Linked DNA regions of Mus musculus: region 2 is linked to region 1. Evidence: chromatin contacts called from public HiChIP or PLAC-seq data. All regions are on one chromosome and are shown on one strand. Each heading gives the region's core, a stretch centred on a gene start, on an enhancer-like site or on the middle of the called end of the contact. The rest is flanking DNA. Distances are from core to core; before and after follow the strand shown. Region 1 overlaps Nomo1 (nodal modulator 1). Region 2 overlaps Sergef (secretion regulating guanine nucleotide exchange factor).

Region 1 (7,075 bases), core at 1,950-4,449:
CCGAGCTTAGGAAGCGGGGCCTCCAGGGCTTGACGCTCAGGCTAAGCACTCAGAAGCTTGTAGGGTTTGCGATGGCAGTCAAGTGAGGTCCTCCGGTCTCTCCTCTACAGATACCTGCGGTGACCTGTTGGTGACCCTGCAGTCCCTGAGCCGCCAGGGTGAGAAACGCAGCCTCCAGCTCTCAGGCAAAGTCAACTCCATGACTTTCACCTTTGACAAAGTTCTGCCTGGGAGATACAAAAGTAAGATGGGGCCTGATACTCTCAGGAGCTCGCTCTCCCAAGCCTGCTCCTCTGTGGGCTTACTGTAGGCCTCTCCTAGGGAACTCTGTCCCAGGACCTTACCTGCCAAGTTAGCTCCTTTGTCACAGAGGTTCTGCCCTGCATGTGCTCTGGGACGGTGCCTGGCAAAAACTGTTTTATTTCTAAATGCCAGAAGGAGCACGATAGTTCTGTTCTCATGTCTGCCACTTAGGCCTAGCTAGAGTGACCTTGCCCAGTCATTCTTTCTCCTCCCCTGACCGATACCTTACCCTTGAAACGGTACAGTGGCCTTTCTCAAGGAGAGACTAAGAGGCAGAGCACAGGGCCTGGTCGGCAGGGCAGGGCCCCACGCTGGTGCCCTTCCTGCCCTCGGTAAGCCAGCTCTTGCCTCTGTTTTGAAGAGCAGCTTGCAGCTGGTGGCAGGGACTAGACTTCTACCTAGTGAGGTAGACTTTTCTCTTGGGGGCTTGTGTTTCTCTGTCTCAGAAAGAGCTGGCTGCCTGTTTCTTTAGTTTCACAGAGTCCTGACGTGCCCATGAGCTCGTATGACTGTTGCTGCTCACAGTTCCCTGGCAGAGTCCAGAAGCCCAGACCCGCAAAGCTGACTAGAATCCGGGTGCCGGGCGGGCGGAGGAGGGAGAGTCTTTTGAGTCAAGGAGTTTGAAATTTGCCAAAACAACAACAAAAGTCAGACAATTTACAAAAAGTGTAGCGGCCCATGAATATCTTGTAACCTGGCATCTTCTGCCTAGATGGATTTCCTTATTTGTGGTGACAGTGGCCACTGATGTCAGTTTTTCTTTGGCAGCGACCTGCCCTGAACATTGCTTCCTGCTTAGGTATTTTTATGTAAAGTGTATTTTCTTTTTAGACAGGGTACTGAGCTGAGGAAGCGGGGCCTCCAGGGCTTGACGCTCGGGCTAAGCACTCAGAAACTTGTAGGGTTTGCGATGGCGGTCAAGTGAGGTCCTCCGGTCTCTCTACAGATACCTGCGGTGACAGGCTGGCTTTGAACTCTTAATCCTTGTACTTCAGCCTTCAGAGTACTAGGATTAAAGTGCACAATTCTGTGTTTAGTACATGTGTACTCCTCTGCAGCTAGCTAGCAGGTCCCCAGTTGCTCAGTGCTGCAGGCCCCTAGTTGCCCGGCACCGTGAGGCCCCAGCCCCATGTGTTGGCTTTGCAGTAAGCATCATGCATGAGGACTGGTGCTGGAGGAACAAGAGTCTGGAAGTGGAAGTGCTGGAGGACGACGTGTCTGCGGTGGAGTTCAGGCAGACCGGTTACATGCTGCGCTGCGCACTCTCACACGCCATCACTCTGGTATGTGCTGCTTCTGAGGGACCTCAGAGAGAGTGCCCAGCGGGGCGGGCAAGACAGCTCAGCCTCAGAGAGAGGGCCCAGCGGGGCAGGCAAGACGGCTCAGCCTCAGAGAGAGTGCCCAGCGGGGCGGGCAAGACGGCTCAGCCTCAGAGAGAGTGCCCAGCGGGGCGGGCAAGACGGCTCAGCCTCAAATCCTGCAAGTTACCCTCTGGTCTACACACACACACACACACACACACACACACACACACACAGAGAGAGAGAGAGAGAATGAGAGAGAGAGAGAGAGAGAGAGGGAGAGAGAGAGAGAGAGAGAGAAGTAAATGGCTTATAGCAATTGCTGGAGCCTGGCACAGCAAGAGTGTAATGACAGTTAAGCCAAGTTCCCTTTTCTACCCTGGGTTCCCACCTGCCAGGGAAGGCATCCTCAGCCTGCAGTGTTACAGGTCCTCCTCAGCCCGTGGGCAGCTGGGCAGCTCGGTGTGGTGCGGTGCGGCTGCGTGGTCTTGTCTCTTCCTGCCGCGTTGGGATCACAGTGCCCGCTCCTCAGGCTGTGGGAGGTCAGCAAGCTGTGCTGTGTGTAGCATTTCTGTGGTGTGCCCAGTACACTGTTGACTAGTGCAGCTGAGTTCTCTAGGCTGCTTCCTGTGGGCAGAGCGCACTCACTCGCTTCTTCTCTTGTTTTCCTTTTATTTTCGTTTTGCAGTTCTGTGGACCAAACCCAGGGTTTCAGACATGCTGGGCCAACGGTTACTGCTGAGTTGTATGTCTGGTCCTTAAACCATTTTTAAAGTTATTATTATTTTGTTGTTGTTGTTTTTTGGTTTTTGTTTTGTTTGTTTGTTTTTGAGATCAGCTTTCTCTATTATGTAGCCCTGATTGTCCTGGAACTCACCATGTAGACCAGGCTGGCTCAAAACTTAGCAGATCCAAATGCCTTGCCCTCCCTAGTGCTGGGATTAAAGAGGGCGGAACCGCAGCTGGCCTAGATTATTGTTTTTTTTTCTTTTGTGTATGTGGGTGTTGTGCCTATGTGTGTCTGTATTACCTGTGTGCTGTGTTTGTGGAAGCCAGATGTGGGCATGGATCCTCTAGGGCTGGAGTTACTAATGGCTGTGAGTCTCCACGGAGGAATCAGAACCAGGTTCTCGGGAAGAGCAGCCAGTGCTCTTAACTGCCCAGCCCCCTCCCACCTTTTCTCTTTCTGGTTTTGAGGCTGAGTTGTGCTGCATTGCCCAGGCTGGCCTCGCACTTTCTGTCGCCCGCTTCCCTCAGTGGAGTGCAGGCCAGTGCCTGTCTGCTTGGCCGCAGGCACGGGGGCTTCAGGGATGATCTCTGTCGTTCCTTAGGGGTAGGAGCAAATGTCATTGTTGGATCCCACCAGAGAGCTGGGCGGATGGCAACAGCATGGCTGCTTGTGACACTGGTAGGACCCGAGCCGGTGTCTCCAAGGCCAGGCTGCTGCCTCAGCTGCTACAAACCCCGAAGTACCCTTTTTATTCCAGGGATGGGTTGCTGTACAGTCAAGAGTCAGCTAACAGACACCCCTCCCCCTAAGCCCTGTAGATTTCTGCTCTCTCTAGACTATGTCTGAACTGTGTAAGGAAGGCTGCCTTTCCTCCCTGTGCACTGGTCCCCAGGGCCCCAGTGGCACTTGTTTCTCAGTCCTAGCTGAGCTGCTTGTCTCTGCTGCGCTGGCCTTTCACATGTGCATCCCTGTGCCCGAGGAGCTGAGCCTTCTTCACCATTGAGGCCCAGCTACTGTTTCCTCCCAAGACGGGGGCCCAAGGTTAGGGCCCCAGAGCTCCGGAACACTTCTCTGTGGCGGGTGGCCCCTCTGCTCACTGCCTTGGCCTCTCTGCTTTACATTCTGTCTGAAACCACTGATTTCCCAAATTAAAAGGTCACTCTGCCCTCCTCAAGGGTCCTGACCTGAGTCTGACCCAGAGCAGCCACTCTGTACACAGGAGCTGACTGAGTGCAAATAGCACATTTCAGTCATAAGTTTTTGAAGGTTTGCAGTTTTCTTGTGGCACCCAGTTGTTTACATGAATAATGGGCCAACATGATGGCTAGTTCAGAAATGGAAATCTTTTTTTTTTTTTTTTAATGTAGGAGTTGCTGTGTCCGTATGTTCACCTGTATTTGAGAGCATCAGTTCTCTTTATAGATGGTTGTGAGCTACCATGTGGGAATTGAACTTAGGACTTCGGGAAGAGCAGCCAATGCTTTTAACTGCTGAGCCATCTTCCCAGCCCCACTGAAATATTCTCAATCACCGTAGTGTCTTTCCCCATGAGTCACCATGTTGCCTTTGGCCCTACAGGAATTTCATCAGGACGGAAATGGCCCTGAAAATGTGGGGATTTACAATCTCTCCAGGGGAGTGAACCGCTTCTGCCTGTCCAAGCCTGGTGAGCCTGGGAGGTGGGAGTGTGGCGCCGGCCTGGGCCTGAAGGTCGGAGACCCCGGGTCCAAAACCCTCAGAGATGTTAGTGACATTGCTGCCAGCAGTCTATCTTTGCAGTGATGTGATGTCCTGCCTTGCCTCCCATCCTCCACGGCCGCTCCAGCTCGATCAAGATAGAGTTTACAGGGCGTGAAGCTCACCTGCTTCGGGGCTCAGTGGTGGAGCACTAACCCAGTGTGCTCTCAGAGCCTCAGCTTACCCCAGTACCACAAAAAAAAAACAACAAAAAAACAAAAAAAACAGCATACATCCCCTTAAGATGTGTGATACATGCTTGCCAGCAAGCTGACCAGGTTGTTCAGTCATGGCCACAGACCCAGCCCTGGCTACAGCTTAGTTACGTTTTATGCCTCCGCCTGATCTCAGCCTTGACTTCTTAGAGGTAGCATAGTTTTGGAGTTGAGCTACATTGTAGTATAACAGTGCTTTGTTCTTTTTCACTGCTGAGTTATATTCCACTGTGTGTACGTAGCACATTCTCTGTGTGTAGCCGTTTTGCACATTACCTGCGTCTGAGCAGGTGCAGCCTCAGGGAGTCATTGAGTTCCCGACAATGTCAGCACTCCTGAGTGGGTGAGAAGGAGGGGGCCCGTGGCACAGGAGAGCCCGCCCGGTGTTCGCAGTCCCGTTACCTCAGGTCTGTGATAAGCTTAAGCTTTCAGTCTGAGGCGTGCTGCCTCCCTAGCGAGCACGCGTGCTGGCAGAGCCTTCTAGGCTCAGACAGTTACACTTGGTTTTCTCTGTAGGTGTGTACAAAGTGACTCCCCGCTCCTGCCACCGGTTTGAGCAAGCCTTTTACACCTATGACACGTAAGCTTGGGGACAGAGTGCCTTGGGGGTGTGTGCTTTACTCTTTTGTCTCTTCATCTGTTCCCGGGCACACGGGTGTATTTCTGTTGGGTGTCGTTTGTTTGTTTTCCTTTGAAAGAGGTAAGATTAGGCATTTGAGTGAAATCTCGGTATAGGTTTTCTGATATCCTAATGGAGGCGGGCCGGCAAGAGGGCTCCCTGAGTAAAGGTGTTTGCTGAGCCAGCTTGGAGACCAGAGTTCGAAACCGGGAAACTGTGTCAAGGTGAAAGGAGAAAATGGACTCACAGGCTGTCCTCTGACCCCATGTGTGTTCCATTCAACGGGCTCCACCCTCCCTGTGAAAATCACAACAATAACGATAATAGAGTTCTGGAAATTCAGATGGGAGGGCCATGCTGTTAAAAAATGGTCTTTGAACTAATTCTGTTCTTAAAATATCACACCCTTATTCTCAGTAGATCACACACACACTTCTAAAAATATAAACATGGTGGCCTGAGCCTGAGTTCCTTCCCATCAGTGAGGGCCCGGAGGTTTGGCATCTTTGGTGGATGTGTTCTTTAGGTTTCTATTGTGGTGGTAAACACCATGACCAGACCAACTTCGGAAGGAACCGTTGGCTTATATGGCTTGTATGTTCTAATCCCAGTCCATCATGAAGGGAAGGAAGTCAGGGCAGGTACTGAAGGAGGAACCTGGAGGAGCGGAGGCAGAGGCCGTGGAGGAGTGCTGTTGACTGGCTTGCTTCCTTTGGCTTGCTCAGCCTGCTCCCTTACTCACTCCAGACCACCTGCCTGGGTGTGGCTCTGTCCTCAGTGAGCTGGGCCCTCCCAGGTCAACCATCAGTCAAGAAAATGAACCACAGGCTTGCCCACAGCCGGCCCAGTGGGAGCACTTCCTCAACCATTCCCGCTTGTGTCAAGTGACAAAGAACTAGTTAGGACATTGTACTTGTGAGGTTTCCTGAGTTTACCCACTCCAGCCTATGGGTTGTTTTCTCTCTCTCTCTCTCTCTCTCTCTCTCTCTCTCTCTCTGTGTGTGTGTGTGTGTGTGTGTGGTCCAAGGCTGTACCGCGACCCCTTGGAGTACCCCTTCGGGGTTGCTGCTAGCAGAGTGTCTGTTTGATTTCTAGGTCTTCACCCAGTATCCTGACGCTGACAGCCATTCGTCACCATGTTCTTGGAACAATCATTACTGACAAAATGATGGACGTCACAGTGACTATCAAGTGAGATGGGTGCCCGCTGTGGCCGGGGAGTGGGGGCTGCTCTAAGTGTGTACACCGGTGGCCTCCCTCTCTTACACTCTGGTGACACAGCAACTGCGTGAGGAGGGGCTTCCTGACAGCTGGGTCTTTGTCTTAAGTCTTAATTGTTTCTTTTCTTTTTTTTTTTTTTTTTTTTTTGGCTAAGGGAAAAATCTTCTAGGGTTTGTTCACTGTAATTCAAGCGCGTTAGTGACTTAAAATTGCTTCATTTTCTTTAGCTCTTTTCTTGAGGTCTTGAGTTGCGATGGCTCCTGTATAGGTTGGAGAAGGTCCTTGGGAGACAGGCCTTGCTGAGGGATGTTCCATGCTGGTGAGGTGTATCTGACAGCACAGTTTTCTTTGGGCAGCATGGCTGTCTCACACAGATGAACCCTGAGGAACTCACCCCCTTCATCTGGTTGAGTTGGCATTGTCTCCAGCCAGATCCCTGCCCATCTGTCATGGATGCTGAGGACACCACTCAGACACACATACATGTGCACATCCACACCCACAGATATGTACATACAGACGCACACACAGATAAACACATAAACAAACACATACATGTATACACGTTCCCCACACGCGTACCCGAACACACACAAACACAGAGTAATGTTTGTTTATTGGTCCAAGGGATTGAACCCAGAACCCAGGACCTTACACATGCTAAGCAGACTCTACACCAAGCCACACCCACAGTCCTTAACTTTCATTTCAGTCAGGTTGTCCAAGCTGGCCTTGAACTTGCTGTGTGATCGATCCTTCTCTCTCAGCATCGTTCGTAGATGAAATGCCCAGCCTGTGACATGGCGCCATTGAGAACAATACCATTGAGAATTGTCAGGGTTGCAGCCCAGGGTTTCGTGGGCTGTAAATGACCCTGTGGTACTGAAGCAAACACACAACTATAAGTGTATGACTGTGACCGTGTTTGAGTCTGACCTTTGAGCCTGTG
Region 2 (7,075 bases), core at 1,884-4,383, 550 kb after region 1:
ACCCTGAGCAAAATGAGGGCTAGTAATTAGGACAGGGGCTGCTTTCTCTGACCCTCCCTTCCTCACAGGTCAGATGTGAATGGCCCTTACCTGACAACATTTCCATAGGCATCAAAGAGATGATGTATGTAAATCCTAGCAGAATGACTTACCTTGATAAATGAGGATCCCTCCCTCAAACACCCCCACCTCTTCAGAGGACTACGGAGAAAAGCCCTATCATTGAAGTCTCTAAGGTACTTCCAAGGCCCCAGCGAGATGGTTCAGTGGTTAAAAGCACCTGCTGCCAAGCCTGGTGACAAGAGTTCAATCCCAGGGAGTCATACTGTAGAAGAGATAGGACTGCTGAAAGTTGTCTTTTGACTTCTGCATGTGTCACGTGTGTGCTATGGCACACACACGCTCACACATATATACCCTCGCCCCCTACAGACATCCACATCCACATAGTAATAAAATGTACAAGATGAAAGGAAACGTGATGGCTTGCTAAATGACCAGAAGACAGACCAGGGAGCCAGAAGACTCAAGCCTTATGTCATGGATACTAAGAGTGACCCAACCCTTAGAGGAAAGGGCTCCCTTAGAGTCCAGTGCACCTCACTCTGAGCCAATGGCTAAAGCCTGGGCAGAAGAGCCTGTAAGAGCCAGAGAGGCAGGGCCCTTCCTTGTACAACTCCTAGTTATCATACACTCAGTCCCTCATGGAAACCCCTGGCATTGCTTTGGCAGCACATGTGGACCCACTCCACCACACCTGCACATGTCCCATGACTTCCCACCTTGCCTGGCCTACACCAAGCAGTGGACACCACAGTGTACTCTCACTGTAGAGACTGCCTCTCAGTCCTCCTCCTGCAGGGAACACCCTGCCCAACCTCAGCCAAGGCAGAGGGGTGTGTGTGTGTGTGTGTGTGTGTGTGTGTGAAGGGATGCAGACAGAAACTATGAATAAGTGAACAGCCCAACCCTGTGGGGCAGAGAAGTTATGATCATGGCTCTCATTTTACAGGCAGAAAAATGCAGGCCCAGAGAGGCTAAAGGACTTACCCTGGGTGCCAGCAACTACAAACTGGAACTCGGAGCTCACCCTTCAGAGCTGCCTAAGGTAAAATCATTTTCAGATTGAAAAGGAGCAGATTCCTCCAAGATTCCTCAAAATGGGCCACTGTCCTCTTGGCACGCACTGAGATCACTTCAGGGAACTGGCTGTCACTGATCAGAGAGCTCCAGAGAGACACTGCAAGGTCTCTGAGAAAGGGCAAAGCATGGTGTCATGTGTCAAGAACCTAAAAATGACGACAAAATTACAGCCTGACCGCTTTGAGAGCACTTCTGGAACAAATCAATCCTCCCCAGGAAAGAGGAGACTTCCTCGAATGGCTCCCCAGCCTCTGCCAGTGACCTCTGAGCCCTTCCCAGGCCATCGAGGAGTCTGAGCGGGGCCGACGGCCTTGCCACAACAATCCTCTTTCCACTATCTTCGGCTCCGTTCCTCCCAGCACTAAGATCTAGGAAACCGTGAGAGGTTGAGCGTCAGCATCCTCCTAAAATAGGCTGGAACCCTGGCCTGACGTGATGGTGCGAGGAAGAGGGGCCTGTGGAGGTGACAAGGTCAGAGGGTGGGGGTCTTCATGAACACTAGCGGTGTGCTCGCCCCTCTGCCACGTCAGAGGCCATGGCTGCCTATGAGCCAGGAGAGTAGACTCAGAGAGGAACTGCCAGCACTTTGGTAACACTTCCTAGACTCTGGACTGTGGGAAATAAGGTTCTGTTATTTCTAAGCTACCCGGTCCATCTAAAGTAAGACAGCCACTTGCTACACACCCAGTGAGGTCACAGGGAGGGGAAATAATGTGGTGAGAGGTGAGACCAGACCGGGGTGGGGGGGGGGCTCACAGGTCCACGTTGTTTCTTAAGTATCTATGCTATTTTGAAAAGGCCGCTCAACCCTGCTAAGCCCTGGACTGCATGTGGAGTGCAGGGGCAAGGGATCCTAGCTCAGGACACTACGAGGAATCTGTATGTGACAAACCAGAACTGGGCAGAGTGCTGATATATGACGGGTGCCTGGCAAACACCGGTCCCCTACTCCAACCTTGGATGTTACTCTCTTCAGCCTGTCTCCAGCAAGGCTTTGGAAGCCTTGACCTCAAGGAGAACTAATGAGGGGAGGTCCTGGTCAAAACAGAGCCCTTTGCCCATGCTGTGTGTAGGTGGGTGGGAATCAAGACAGCCAAAGAAATGTGCATCTCTGCTGTTCCCCACTGTTTCTAGCTCAGACCCCAATCTCCGGCTCTCCCATAGGACAGCCAGCTAAAGAGCCAACCTCAGCTCATCTCATGAGCAAAGCCCAGCGAGGATTTGAGATCCCTTCAGCTCTGACCTTGCTAATTCTTACTCTAAATGCTGTACACACACACACACACACACACACACACACACCTTGTCCCCAAGGCTGTCTGCCTGCCCATTGCTGCCATCTGGTGGTGGGCAGACCCTGCTGCCCTTGGCTTTAGGCAAGCACTGGGCATGCCCCATGGGTGAATGTACCTACTCTAAAGGTGGCTCTTCCTTCACCGCCGGACACACCCTGCACTGTTCCAGGCCACAGATCAATGGGTATCCATTGCCAAACACAACAACAACAAAAAGAAAACAATGCCAGGTTTTCGCCTCTAGCGAAGATGACGCAGCTGCAGTAGGAGACTGAGCTCACTGGGAGGAAGTGGCCTGCCCAAGGTTGCCTAGCTGCCAGGCTCCCAGGACAGTACACAATTTTACTTTACCACAATGTTTAAGGTAAGTGGGCACTTGCAGATCAAAACTAAAGTTAGCCCAGGGCTGAGGAAAGGAAGCCTCCAGAAGGTGGGAACACAATGTTGCAAACACTTCTTGCAAAGCCAGGAAAATAGTTACGAACTCAAACAGCTTGGGCACCAGCTGGAAGGCTTGCTGGAAAGCTTTGCCATCCTCGGACCTTGGAGGGCAGGTAGCAAGAACATCTGCAGGAGACAGCCCCAGGAGCCAGCACAAGCTAGGTTTTAATCTACGCAGTCATCAGATGGGTGAAGACAGGGGCAGCCATGCATGCATGCGTACTTCCTGCGCTCCACCACACACTACAGGCAGGAGCCTGACTTCCTGCGCTCAACCACATGCCTGCTCTTTATAGGGCCCACATATCATACCCTTGGCTCTGTCTGCAGCCATCTTCTGTGCTACGTAATGCAGGGCCAAAAAAAAAAAAAAGCAACGTGTGGCTTTACGCAGACCACTCTGCCATCCTTCCCTCTGTCATCTCACATCTGCTATGTATTTATTGATGTTTTGTAGGGTGTGTTCCAAAGTCCTTTTTCCTTTAAAATGCTAGACTCTGAATCCTGCACGCAAGCCAAGGCTCCTCAAGGGAATGTAATCAAACAATGCTGCCCTCTAGTGGCCAGATGAAGTCAATTTCCCCCTCCCAGCTTGGCTAGCTAGCCATGCTCCCACTCAATCCCACCCTGCACTGGCCTTTAGCCAAAAGTACCTAACTCCAAGGAAGACAGAGTCGACCGGCTCAGCCCCTCAGCTGTCCCCACAAGAGTGAAGGAACCCTCTGTCCTTGGGAACAGATGCACTCTGGAGCATCAAGACCTTTCATGACTTTCAAGTCCCCTCTGCAGATGAGGAAACAAAGGCTCACGGATGCCCAAAGGAGCCCAAGCTGATCAAGCTGACTCATGACTGAGCCAAAAATAGAGCCCACTTTTCCCGCCTCCTGCTACAGCCTCTTGCCTCTTCTCCATGTGACCTCTCAACTGAGGTCCAGGGAGGAGACTCGTCAAGGGCATCCACGCTGCGCTCACTCACTAAAAGGGGATCATGTCCTGGCCTGAAAGAGTAAGCCATTTTCACTTTCCTTTTGAAATAGCCTTACGAAGGCTACCATCAGACCGGAAGATCTGTCCATCCACGTGTGCATTCCCCCTGCCCCTCAGCACACATAATAAATAAAGTAAAATTTAAAAAGAATAATATCTACAACCTCTGACTGGCCACACGAATGAAGGGGGAGCCAGAGAGTTTTTAAGAGTCTTGCCTTGCTAGCATAGAAAATAAAATGCACTTTAATCAGACCTATCAGAGGTAATATTCTGGTATATTTCTTCCTAATCTTTTTATAACATTAGCTGAGAATTAGAAAGTACCGTGCGAGGCTATCCCTGTAGCATTAAGTCTCCTGAGCGCGCCTCTGAATGGCAGTGTGACGCTCCAGCATGTGACTGTGCCTGAGTTCTTTCAACCCACCCCCCTTTGTTTCATTGGTTTCTGTCATTAGAAATCAGGCAGCTGTGCATGGCATGACAATCACTGTCTGAACACATATATCGATCCTGATTACTTCTTAAGCCAGTTTTATTGTCACAGAATGAAACTGGGGTGGCCATAAGAATAACCACAGGGCCAGCGAGATAGCTCGACGTAAGGGGCACCGGCCTCCAACCAAGTCTGACACCTGAGGTCAATTCCCAGGTCCCACGTGGTAACAGGAGAAACCTGGGCCTTTCCTAGTGCTGTGACATGCTGACTCCCTCAACGGGCAATAAAGCATAGTCATTTTGTTTCCAAAAGACCATGATGTCTGAGACCTCCTACTCAGCACAAGGTAAAAAGAGGAGCCGGGGGCCTGGGAGTCTTACCAGAGGAAAGGAGAAGACAAGAGAACCAACTTGCACACACTCCACCTATTGAAGTGTGACCTTCCCAAAGCCCAACCACAAGCGCTTGCCCTTCCCTCTCGACTCACGCCACAGCGCCTCTCAGAAACCCCAAAGCCCCTGGTGTCCTGGCCACTCCTCTGGCCTCCCACCACACTCTTTATTCATCTCCTAAATATTTAATTTGTTCATCCAACCACAAGCTTTCTGAAGGTAGCTCTGGACTTCAGAGTCCCCTGCATTCCACAGCACAGTGCAGGGTCCACACGCTCCGCATCCCATAGACAAATGCTAAGGGGACCAAGATAACTACATGTCCTTCCCAGACACTTGGGACAATAAAGTACCCATTGTCCAAAGCTAGAGAAAGGTGCTTCTCTGAAGAATAAATGTAGCTCAGTAATGAAGTCAGGGCATTCTGTGACACATGTGGACAAAAGGAGTGAGTCCAAGCTAAGCTTTGTCCACTTCCATGGACCAGGGCGATACAACCAATCAACTGGGAACTCCCCTGTGAAATGAGGATAAGAACACTCCACTTGCCAACTTCCTGCAGGAAAATGCCTGTTACCACACTTTATAGTGACATACAATGACAGCAGTCCATGGCATTGCTGGTGTAATATCAGAAAGCAATGCTGCCCCGTGAGTCACTACATGGCCTTCTGCACCTTGTCCCTGGCTTCTGTCCATACACCTGTCCACTTGGGGGTCAGGCTGTGCTCTTCCACTGAGCAGCAGGGCTTTCTGGAAGCACAAGTCCCTGTACAGAAGGAACCAGCAAGTGTAGCCAGGCTCCTGGGTTTACATAAGCCACACCTCGCTGTCTGTGGCAAGAAAATGACAGGACCAAAGGAGCACTTGACTGAGAGTCGTGAAGCTTCAGGTCTGGTCCTTCCCTGAACTGCCATTCCTGGTTTCTCAGCCTCCGAACTGAAGTTAGACCAAATATTCGCTGAGCTCCCACCCCCAGTGGGCATGCTAGGGGTTCCGGGATAAGTGCTTATGGCTTTGGTAATAAGCACATGACCCACCTCAAAAGTGTCCTCTGGGTTCCATCTGACGATCAACTGCGGAGTTTTTCAAAGGCCTAAAAGCTCAAGCAAGCATCACACATTCCAAACCACCTGCTTTAAATAGACCCACAAGGTTAGAACCTCCCTAAGGTCCACTGAGGTTTCATGATGTAAGGCCCCAAAGAAGGAGTATACATTTATACTGCCAACCTATTCTGGATGGGATCTTGGCCCCAAAACAGAAAAATCATCACGGGTATAAACTCCATTCCATGTGAACCGACATGGGCTTGGGATTCACTGATGCTCACACATCAAATGCAATCAAGGATTTCTTGGTCTGTGATTTTTATAAAAAAAAAATCTAAAAGGTCCTATCAACATATGGTCCCTGTCTTTAGAGGAGTAAGGAAAATATCTCAATTAGAAGAATATTACTAAGGAGAGGGGAGTAGAGAGATGGCTTAGTGATGAGAAACACTTGCGGCTCTTACAGAGGACCCAGATTTGGTTCCCAGCATCTACACAGTGGCTCACAACAGTTTATAACTCTAGTCTCAGGGTATTCAACCTCCTTTATGAATTCTGGGTACACCAGGTACACACGTGGCACATGTACATACACGTGGGCAAAACATCCATCTATACAAAAATAAGTCTGAAAGAAAATCATAGAGAATATTGCTAAGACTGGGGAGGACGGTGAGGAGAGAGTTCCTTGGCAACAGAACTGACCTGGGAGTCCAGGGCTGTTACCAAGTCTTGTTTCTCTGGTTAGTTTTAGTTGTCTCACCTTCTAAGTGAGGAGGATGGTGCTCTGTCTCTGGCTCTCTATAACACCCAGTACTCCAGCTCTCTCTTGAGTGACACAGAAAAGTGCAGAATGTCAGAGAACTCTGCATTTGGCTTCATGTTTTCAATCCATACCCCGCTGAGACCACAAAACTACTTTGGGACACTGCATGGTTCAGGGAAAGCTTCCAGCCTCCGGAAAGAAAAGGATTCTAGACATCCTGACTGATTCCACAATAACATTTGGGACCTGGGAAGAGCATTCCCTTGAAATTCTAATAAATTGCCAGCAGCCAGCACTTGGCATTTGTAAGACTTTATATCTCCACACACCTCAGGACAACCTGGAATCCACCTATTACCTACCCAGAGGTAGTCAGAGTCCCACAGAGACCTCTGTTCGAAGAAAAGAAACAGCATGCTAGACCAGGGAGCTCTGTACTCTCACCACTTAGGAGAAGAAAGCAAGAGGATCAGAAGTTCAAGGTGCTGGGTGACCCTCATACATACAAGCAAACAAATAAAACAAGGGGAGGGTTGCAGTGCCACAAGGACAAAAGTACC

Evidence for each region. HiChIP or PLAC-seq counts read pairs in DNA pulled down with a chosen protein or histone mark.
Region 2: a contact with region 1 is called in an H3K27ac HiChIP or PLAC-seq map of trophoblast stem cells, with 6 times the contacts expected there. The contact joins two enhancer-like sites. A contact is called at or near these places in 1 of 15 datasets of contacts at CTCF or cohesin (large pre-B cells), 1 of 484 Hi-C or Micro-C datasets (cortical neurons), 6 of 115 datasets of contacts at active chromatin or transcription factors (embryonic stem cells, epiblast stem cells, kidney and 2 more) and 1 of 9 other capture datasets (embryonic stem cells).

What each region holds. Positions count from the first base shown.
Region 1 is chr7:46,056,967-46,064,041 of GRCm38.p6, forward strand. Nomo1 (nodal modulator 1) reads left to right here. Exons shown (of 31, transcript NM_153057.4): 14 at 111-242; 15 at 1,450-1,586; 16 at 3,913-4,000; 17 at 4,803-4,866; 18 at 6,001-6,096. Among named protein-coding and RNA genes, the nearest start is that of Gm39010, 19 kb to the left of the region's middle. Within about 2 kb of position 3,200, at least 81 of the 459 cell types and tissues checked have an H3K27ac peak or open chromatin away from gene starts, as enhancers often do. A contact at or near this core is called in trophoblast stem cells, where this site is marked.
Region 2 is chr7:46,604,083-46,611,157 of GRCm38.p6, forward strand. The region is part of intron 8 of Sergef (secretion regulating guanine nucleotide exchange factor); the gene reads right to left. Among named protein-coding and RNA genes, the nearest start is that of Sergef, 32 kb to the right of the region's middle. Within about 2 kb of position 3,134, at least 138 of the 459 cell types and tissues checked have an H3K27ac peak or open chromatin away from gene starts, as enhancers often do. A contact at or near this core is called in trophoblast stem cells, where this site is marked.